2 separate regions of the Cricetulus griseus genome follow, and region 1 is linked to region 2. A link is a contact called in public Hi-C data. All regions are on one chromosome and are shown on one strand. Each heading gives the region's core, a stretch centred on a gene start, on an enhancer-like site or on the middle of the called end of the contact. The rest is flanking DNA. Distances are from core to core; before and after follow the strand shown. Region 1 has its middle 37 kb from the start of Mettl22. Region 2 holds the start of Carhsp1 (calcium-regulated heat-stable protein 1).

Evidence for each region. Hi-C and Micro-C count contacts between places; a contact is called where the count stands out from the background.
Region 1: a contact with region 2 is called in a Hi-C map of the CHO-K1 cell line, with 5 times the contacts expected there. The contact joins the enhancer-like site here to the promoter of Carhsp1 in region 2. A contact is called at or near these places in 6 of 8 Hi-C or Micro-C datasets (the CHK-Q cell line, the CHL-YN cell line, the CHO-K1 cell line and 2 more).

Annotation. Positions count from the first base shown.
Region 1 is chr7:38,246,703-38,250,726 of CriGri-PICRH-1.0, reverse strand. No RefSeq gene overlaps it. Among named protein-coding and RNA genes, the nearest start is that of Mettl22, 37 kb to the left of the region's middle. Within about 2 kb of position 1,691, at least 4 of the 6 cell types and tissues checked have open chromatin away from gene starts, as enhancers often do. A contact at or near this core is called in fibroblasts, where this site is marked.
Region 2 is chr7:38,099,884-38,103,752 of CriGri-PICRH-1.0, reverse strand. It overlaps Carhsp1 (calcium-regulated heat-stable protein 1), which reads right to left and starts at 2,433. Exons shown (of 4, transcript XM_027423924.2): 1 at 2,290-2,433.

The sequences.
Region 1 (4,024 bases), core at 442-2,941, 150 kb before region 2:
TAAGGAAAAATGCTAGATTTACAGCACAGCCTCCAGAAAATTTCTCAAAGTGACAGGATTAACATACCAAATCAGCTGCAGGGCCTTCTGGGTTCCCAAGGGACTGGGGATCAGGCCTTTCTTCATCTGCTCCTTTCAATTATTCTAGTCATTGTTTCTTTTTGGCTTCTCTTAGGGATTGCTTATTTGGAGGTATTTTACTTATCATCTACTTCATGTCTGTCTTGATCCCTTTATTTCTAAGCTTACAATCCATGACTAATATGAAGATGCTTGGGTTCATATAACTCAAATTAAGAGGGACCTCTAGATTCTATGAGAGTTGACTAGACCAGGACACAGTTGCCTGAGGCAAGCTTAGAGATGGTTAAATGTTTGTGTCTTTGATTTTACTGTCTGTTGCACCCTCTGTCCAAATAACTCCAGAAAGGTGTAGGACCATAAGAAATGAGCAAGCATGTGTCCTCATTCCATCACACTCAGAAGGAAAATAAATCCTCCCTCCCCTAAAAGGAAGGGGCAGGCATGGTGCTGCACCTTCCTTAATCCCAGCACTCTGGAAGTAGAAGCAGGAGAATCTCTATGAGTTTCTGTACTACATAGCAAATTCCAGGACAATGGGGGCAGGGAAGGGGGTGGATTAGCTGGGTATGGTGGCATATGCCTTTAATCCCAGCACTCGACAGAGGCAGACAGATCTCATGAGTTGTAGTCCAGAATGGTCTAAAAAAGTGGGTTCCAGGACAGACAGGGCTATGTAGAGAGACTCTGTCAAATAAATAAATGGAACAAGAAAGAAAAGGAGAAGGGGCAAGGAGATGGCCCAGCAATTAAGAGCTCATACTGCTCCTGCAAGATCCCTGAGTTCCATTCCCAGCACCCAATTCTGTCAGCTCACAACCACCTGTAACTACAGCTCCAAGGAATCCCAGGACATCCAACGGCCTCCTCCAGTACCCATACAGGCATAAACACAGATAGAAAAAGATGACTGAAATAAATCTTTATTTTTAACGAGAGATAAAGGTATGGGACTATCACATCTTCGTTTTAACTAGTTTTCACACTGAATTTTTCAGTTTTCTGAACGCATATCCATAAAAGAGGTACAACCAATACTATCTCACTTTATCATTAAGGAAACCGAGGAGGGGGGCCGGAAGAGACCAGCCCTGGGTCTGACTCATTGCCCTGCTGTGCACCACTGATGGACCAGAGGTGGCATGGAGGGCTGAGGGCACCACCGACAGGTGCTTCAGCACTCCCTCTGTTTCAGGGCCCCGGATTCTTAGGTTCCAGAGACCAGATGAAAAGCAAAGAAGAGGGAGGAGGGGGTGGGGCAGCTACATTCACCAGCAGCCCCAGGATCTTGAAACAGTGATGTGGGGTGGGGGTACGATGAAGATTCACCCTAATTCGTCTGCAATAGCCGCCCCCACCTGTAAGGAAACGACCCCTAACCTCCAACAGACTTGCCAGGGACCCTCCGGCTGCCTCTACCCCAGCCTCTTGCTCCGGCCCTCGCGACCCTCCTCCGAGACCCCCGGGCGCATCCTACCCTCCGAGGTCGGACTCTGCCCCCGCCCCGCCCTCTCCCTCCCCCCGGGGGCGGTGGCCCATGGCGAGCACTCCCATTGGTCATGGCGCAAGCAAGGGCTGGAGGCGGCGGTGCTGATTGGCCGGGGCGCCTCGGCGAAGCTTGGGAGCCTGGCGAGTCGCTGGGGGAAGCCGAGCAGACGCCAGGAGCAGCCCGGAGCGTCGGAAGGTGATCGCGCTATTCGGACCCGCGGATCGCAGCCTGTAGATCGCGGCCGGGGCCTGGAGGTAAGAGTGACGCGTCCAGGCGCGCGTGGCCGACCCTTCTGAGGGAAGCCCTGCACCTGGGAAGCCAGAGCTTGGCATTTTCTTCTACAATCTGGGCCCACCATCCAACCAGGACGCGGGCTCCTGCCCCGAAGAGAAAGGGTCTCCCACTCCCCAGGCCTCAGGAAGCAAGACAGCTTCTTGTAACCTTCAGAAATGGGGACGTTCGTCCTGGTCGCTGACTGGAGGAGAAAATCCCTCCCTTGTAAGCCTTGGAATAGAATGCCGCTTCGCCAAGTAGAGTCCTGCCTCCCAAGATATCTAGATCCTCTACCACCTCCTCCCATTCCCCGATAAACTAAGTTACGGTCTCTTGCTTCTCTCTCATTCCTGTCTCCTTGGGATGTTGAGGTCATAGCTCATATAGAAGGGTCCTGTCCCTCCCCGACTGTGAAAGTCTTGGAGAATAAGACCCTCCCTTCAACAAGGACATCGTGGGCCAAATCGCCTGCATGCCTACCCCAGAAACTAGGCTCTGGATTCTTAAGACAGATGAATTCTCTTCTATCCCTATGAAGACCCCTCCTCACCCCTAAGAGAGGCCACATGTCGCCTCTCCAGAAAAGGCTTTTAGGGCTTTTACCCCAAAACAGGCACTCATTCCCGGCCAAGTGGTCCATCCTCCAGAGTCTTTCCACCTAAATCCCACCCTATCAACACTGCTGCCCTCCCTCCTTTTCCACCTCCCTCCAGCTCCACTCCCCCCCACCTCAACCCCCACCCCGTCCCTCCTGATCATCCCTTCCACCTTCCTCAGCCCAGTGGCTAAAGACCAGAGAGGCTTCCTAAAACTGAGGCCCTTGAAACTATCCCAGGCCTAGGGCTCTTTTCAGGGGCCACCAAACTCTAAGAACACAGTTGGCCTCCCACTGCAGGAGCAGCAGGCACCCCTCTCCACCCCCACCCCCACCAACACAAAAATCAAGGACTGGTGCTCAGGGTTACCCTCCAGAGGCAGGTCTCTGCACTCTGGACAAAGAGGAATCAACATAGAGAAGGGCTGTTAGCCCACTCCAAGGGTCCCGATTGCTTCCTGGGCCTGCCCCATCAACTCCTGTGGCTATTGCCTGATGGAATTCCCTGGGCCTCAAGCCAAGAGAAGGATGTTGCTGGGTTTATCCATTGGTCTTCGGACAGTGTTGGCTCAGCTGTATGGCTCCCACACAATAGCCTGAGGAGGTTTGGTGGGGACAGATCAGGAGACAGGAAGCAAAGAATCTTGGCTTGTTCTCTGAATCTGGGCACGGTGATACAGGATAGGGAGAAATGTGTTTTCTGGAGGCCAGAGGTCAGCTCTGGGAGAGACTAATGACCCTGTCTGCAATCCTAACATGTAAAAGAGCATCTAGATTGAGACTGACCATTTGTTTGGCAGTTGAACAAACTGAGGCACAAAAAGAGAAAAGGACTTGCTCAAGGTCACCCAGCCGGTCACTGACAAAACCAGAGGAGCTCCTATAGGGTCCCTGGGCTCCCAACACTAGCTCCAGTCTTCATACATACCGTGGACTTTTCCAAGCACCATGTCCCCATGCATCGTAGGAAGCAGGAACACTGAGAAAGCCATCTCAGGAGCAGAGCTTGTAGAACGCCCGTCCCCATTTCACAGGCCCCTGGTGGAAGCCATCCCTGGGGTCTTATAGGTTTCTGTCTTACACCTGCTGCCAAGCAAAGCTTGCCAAAATTCAGACCGACCCAATAGAGTGGATATTATCAGTTTCAATATGCTAGAGCCAAGGCTACTCTGGGGACCTCAGCTGCATGCTGGACTTGCTTCAGGAAGGAGGCCTGAGGAAGTGCACCCCTTCTCTGTCTGGGTTCTTTCTCTCTGGTTCCCATTCTCTGCAGTGATGTCTTGTCCATACTCAGAGTCCTTCACCCTTTCCTGGCAAATAGGTGATTTTCCAAGTCCCTTCAGATAGGTATGCAGAGGTGGATGGGAGAGTCTAAGGTACCAACTCTGTCCTGCTCTCAGCTGGAGGGTCGCTATCAGATTTCAAGGGAGACCCAAGAGCTGAGTTCAAGGTGAAAGTGCAGAAATAAGAGTGTTCCTTTCCACCTCTACTTGGTGTGCGATCTTGGGAAGATTTTCTTTTTTCTTTTCTTTTTCATCCTTTTTTTTTAAGGATGTAGGACAGGCTAGCCTCCCTGCATAGTAGAT
Region 2 (3,869 bases), core at 1,184-3,683:
GATTGTAAGGTTCATCTTCACCCCCATCCCCACCAGACCGAAGTCTAACAGAAAAGAGCCCATAGCTGAGGACAGGGAAGGACTGACCAGCTGAACTAGACACAGGGATCCAGGAAGGCACAGAGCAGAGAAGGAGCCTGAGACTCCCCGTTGCCAGCCGTGCTGGCTAGCCACATGCTGCTCCATTGTTCTGGGAAGAGTGAATTCTGTGTGAGAAGGGAGGGATACCAGGGGCGGGGCCATGAAACAGAGAAGAGCAAGCAGCCGGAGATGAAGAGAGACTACCCGGGTCCCTCCAGCAGCACAATTGGGGAATTCCGCCCTTGTCCTCGAGTGCCAGGAAGCTGGAAGCTCCAGGAACCAAAAACAGTCCTTCCAAATGTCACCTCCAGAACTCCCCCAGGAATACCCATTCACAGGACAGAGGCCACCACTGCCCTAGGTCTCTACTTGAGAGTCCAAGGCCAAGTGGACCCTGTTCTCCACCAAGCCTATTCCTGAATTCCTCCTCCTAACATTCTGCTCCATCCTCCCAGTTGTGTGTCCCCCACCACTCCCAGCCTGACTCTCCCATCCTCTCATAGACCCATTAGTTCCCTGCCTCGGTTTGGACAGGGACTGAGCAGCATCCAGTAGCTCAAAGCTGTAGACAGTGCCAGCCACAATGCAGAGCAGGTAAGCTTAATCAATAATAGTGGCCCCCATGGTGTGCATGGTCCCACAGCTGCCAGATATGGGGCACAAACCAAATTCTTGCCCTAGCACTCAGTAGGACAAAGAAAGCAAATTCCCCCTAACCCCAGACTGGGCCTAACAGCTTACTCAGATCCCAACACAGCAAAGATTATGTTCTCACACTGGGGGATCAGACAAGCAGAGGGTGTAAGGGCACATGGTGGCATTCAAGTTGCCACCCAAGAGGAGATGTTGGAGGGCTGCCAGATTCTGAGGAGCCCCATCCCAGAGCAGGGGATGGCTGAGCTGAGGCTTAAAGGACCACTTAGGGACAGTGCACAGAGTCACAAAGCATCTAGAGAGAGGGTCCTGTTGAAAAGTTTGAGTCTGACAGGACAAAGAATGGGAACATGGGACAATTTTAAACAGATTTGTGGATTATTTTTAAACACTGTTTTTGTTTAACTGGTTTGGTGTTTTGAGGGAGGGTCTTGCTATATGGACAGTTCTTTCTGCCTTAGTCTCCCAAATGCTAGGAATGAATTACAGGTGTAAGCATTTATAGCTGGCCTTGAACTCGTTGAGGAGCCAAGGATAACCCTGAACTCCTGAATCCTACTTTTCCACCTCCCTGGTGTGGTACTGCAAACATAACCCATCACTACCGATTCTTTTTCACACTCTCCCTCTGGCTTCAGCTTGGAGAACAAACTAAAGGCAGCAAGACTTGGCCATGGGCAAAGGATAGCAGAATAGCCAGGAGGAATAAAAAGTAGCTCCTATTTCTCCGGGCACTTGGGCTAGCCAGCTCCTTCTATTCCCATACACACCCTTTCTGGAGGCTCCCGGAATACATAAAAAAAAAATAGTCTTCTATTTTGCAAAGAGGCACCTCCACCTCTCAGAACGCAGACCCTGCAGGAGAGAGCTGATCTACAGTTCATCCCGCACAGACCTAAATTGCAACCCCAGAAAAGCTGTGGGCTCACAGCCTTGCTTTTTAAATAAAAATCAAAACCTAGCCTCGTATTTCCGGCCTGTAAGGGCCGCCGCCAGCGAGGGTGAAGTTTTCCTCTGCTCCCTAGCCCCCGCCCCCCATCCCGGCGCAAACATCGAGCGAGCGCGCCCAGCAGCTCTTCCACCCCAGAAGAAGCCAACCGCGAGGGGCCAGGGAGGCTCCCCCTCTCCCGTCCTGGCTACTGTCCCGCCGCCCAGCAAGCAGCTGGCCAGGCCCGGCCCTTCGGGGACCGCTCCGCCTCCAGCTATCAGTGAGTCCCCAGCACCTCCAGCCCGCCAGAAAGCACAGGGGAGGGAGCGCCGCCCACGCACAAAACAGGTGGCCTAGCGGTACCACCCGAAGTCCCGCAGGGATATCTCCTACCGCGGTCACACCTACCCGCGTCCCCTTAGGGAGGGTGAGTAATCCGCGCTCCCCAAACTGGCCTGGGCGACTGGGGCAGATCCTGGGAGGGACCCAGCGCTGAGCTGGAGAGCCGTAAGGTCCCGCAGTGGGGGAACAGGAGAGCAGAGCAAACCTCGGCCCCTTCCCCGCAGCTCCCGGGGATCCCGTGCTCCACCACGCCCTTCCCTTGAGTCCCGGGAACAGCCGCTTACCTGGCGACACGTTCGACTCGTCCAGCAGCTGGGCTCAGACTACAAGAAGAGAGCTGGGCGGGGGCGTGGCCTCCGGGCTGGGCGGGATATGTGACCACGCCCCCCGTGGCTCCTGGCCAATGGACGCGCGGCCCGGAACGCGGGACTGGGCCAGCTGGGAGGGAGACCAGCCCGGCGCAGCTGCTGCGGCGGGACCTTTGTGTTGACGCCCTGTGGGCGCGAGCAAGAGATGCGTGCCGGAGACTCAGCCTAGGGGTAGGAGGTGTCCTCCCCACGCGGGGCTGCGGACGCCCAATGTCCGAAAGTAGCACAATCGGGTCTCCGCGTACCGTGCCTGTCCCTCCCCAGCACAAGCCAGCCCTACCTGCCCTTGACTCGAGATAAGCGGAGCGCCTGGGTTTTTGTAGGAACTAGGAGATAAAATGAAAGGCTAGAGACAGAAAGAAACATCAAATCAAGGGAAGGGAAGCTGTTGTTGTGTTCTTTTTCTATTGGCTAATTCATTCTCGGTTGACTGATTTTTGAGGCAGGCTGATGGCCTCAGTCTCCCTAATGGATTTGGAGTGGGGTGCCGGCACTAACCCCAGCTGTTTTTAGTTTTCTTTTCTATTGAGTTTCACTTCACACCTTTTATCTGTGGAGGTAAAGGGTGTTGCTTCCAATTTGCAGAAGAGGAAACAGGCACAGAGACGTTCTGTGATCTATCTCCACAGCCAAAATGGAGAGCAGGCTCTCCTCCTGACCTAGGGTCAGATTCATATTTGCAAGGCATGGGAGAGAGGTGCCCTATAGGTGTGGTGGTCAGAAGGCTCCAGGAGTCCAGGTGAGATTTTGTCCCTGCTGGCATGCTGAACCATCCAGAAAACTAACAAAGCCAATGGCTCAGATCAGAAGGGCTCTGGCTCTCATCTGGCGGTGGGACTAGAAAATGGTACAGTCACCTTGGAAGAAGAAAAGGCAGATCTAATAGTTAAAACCCATGCCATTCCCAGGCATGTGCCCAAGAGAACTAAAGTCACACAAACTTAGCCATACACAGCTGTGTCAGTTTTTGTTATTTATTTTTGAGGCAGAGTCTTGTGTAGCCCAGTATGACAATTATGGTTGTCACCTTTACTGGATCTGCAATCACCTGACAAGCCTTTAGGCACATTTTTCTTGTTTAGGGAAATTGAAGTGAGAAGAGCCACCCCAGCTGTAGGCAGCAGCAGTAAAACCTTTTGCTTTGCCAGCTTGCTTTCCTGTCTCAATGGTAATTGCATCTACTCTGTTGCTGTTGCTGCTACCACCTCCTTCATTGACATCAGAACCTAGCATCTTCCACCTTACAATCTGGACCAAAGACCAGGCTCTCCTGAAACCCTCGAAATGTTGAATGCCAGGGTTGGTGTTCTGGTCTTCCTCTATTATCCTCCACCTTATTGTTTGCAGCAGGATCTCTCATTAATCCAGAATCTTGCCATTTCAGCAAGGCTAACTGGCCAGCAAGCTCTTGAGATTCACTTGTCTCAACCCCAGTACTGGGCTTGCAGTTATGTACAGCCACATCTGGCTATTATGTGGATACTGAGGATCCCACC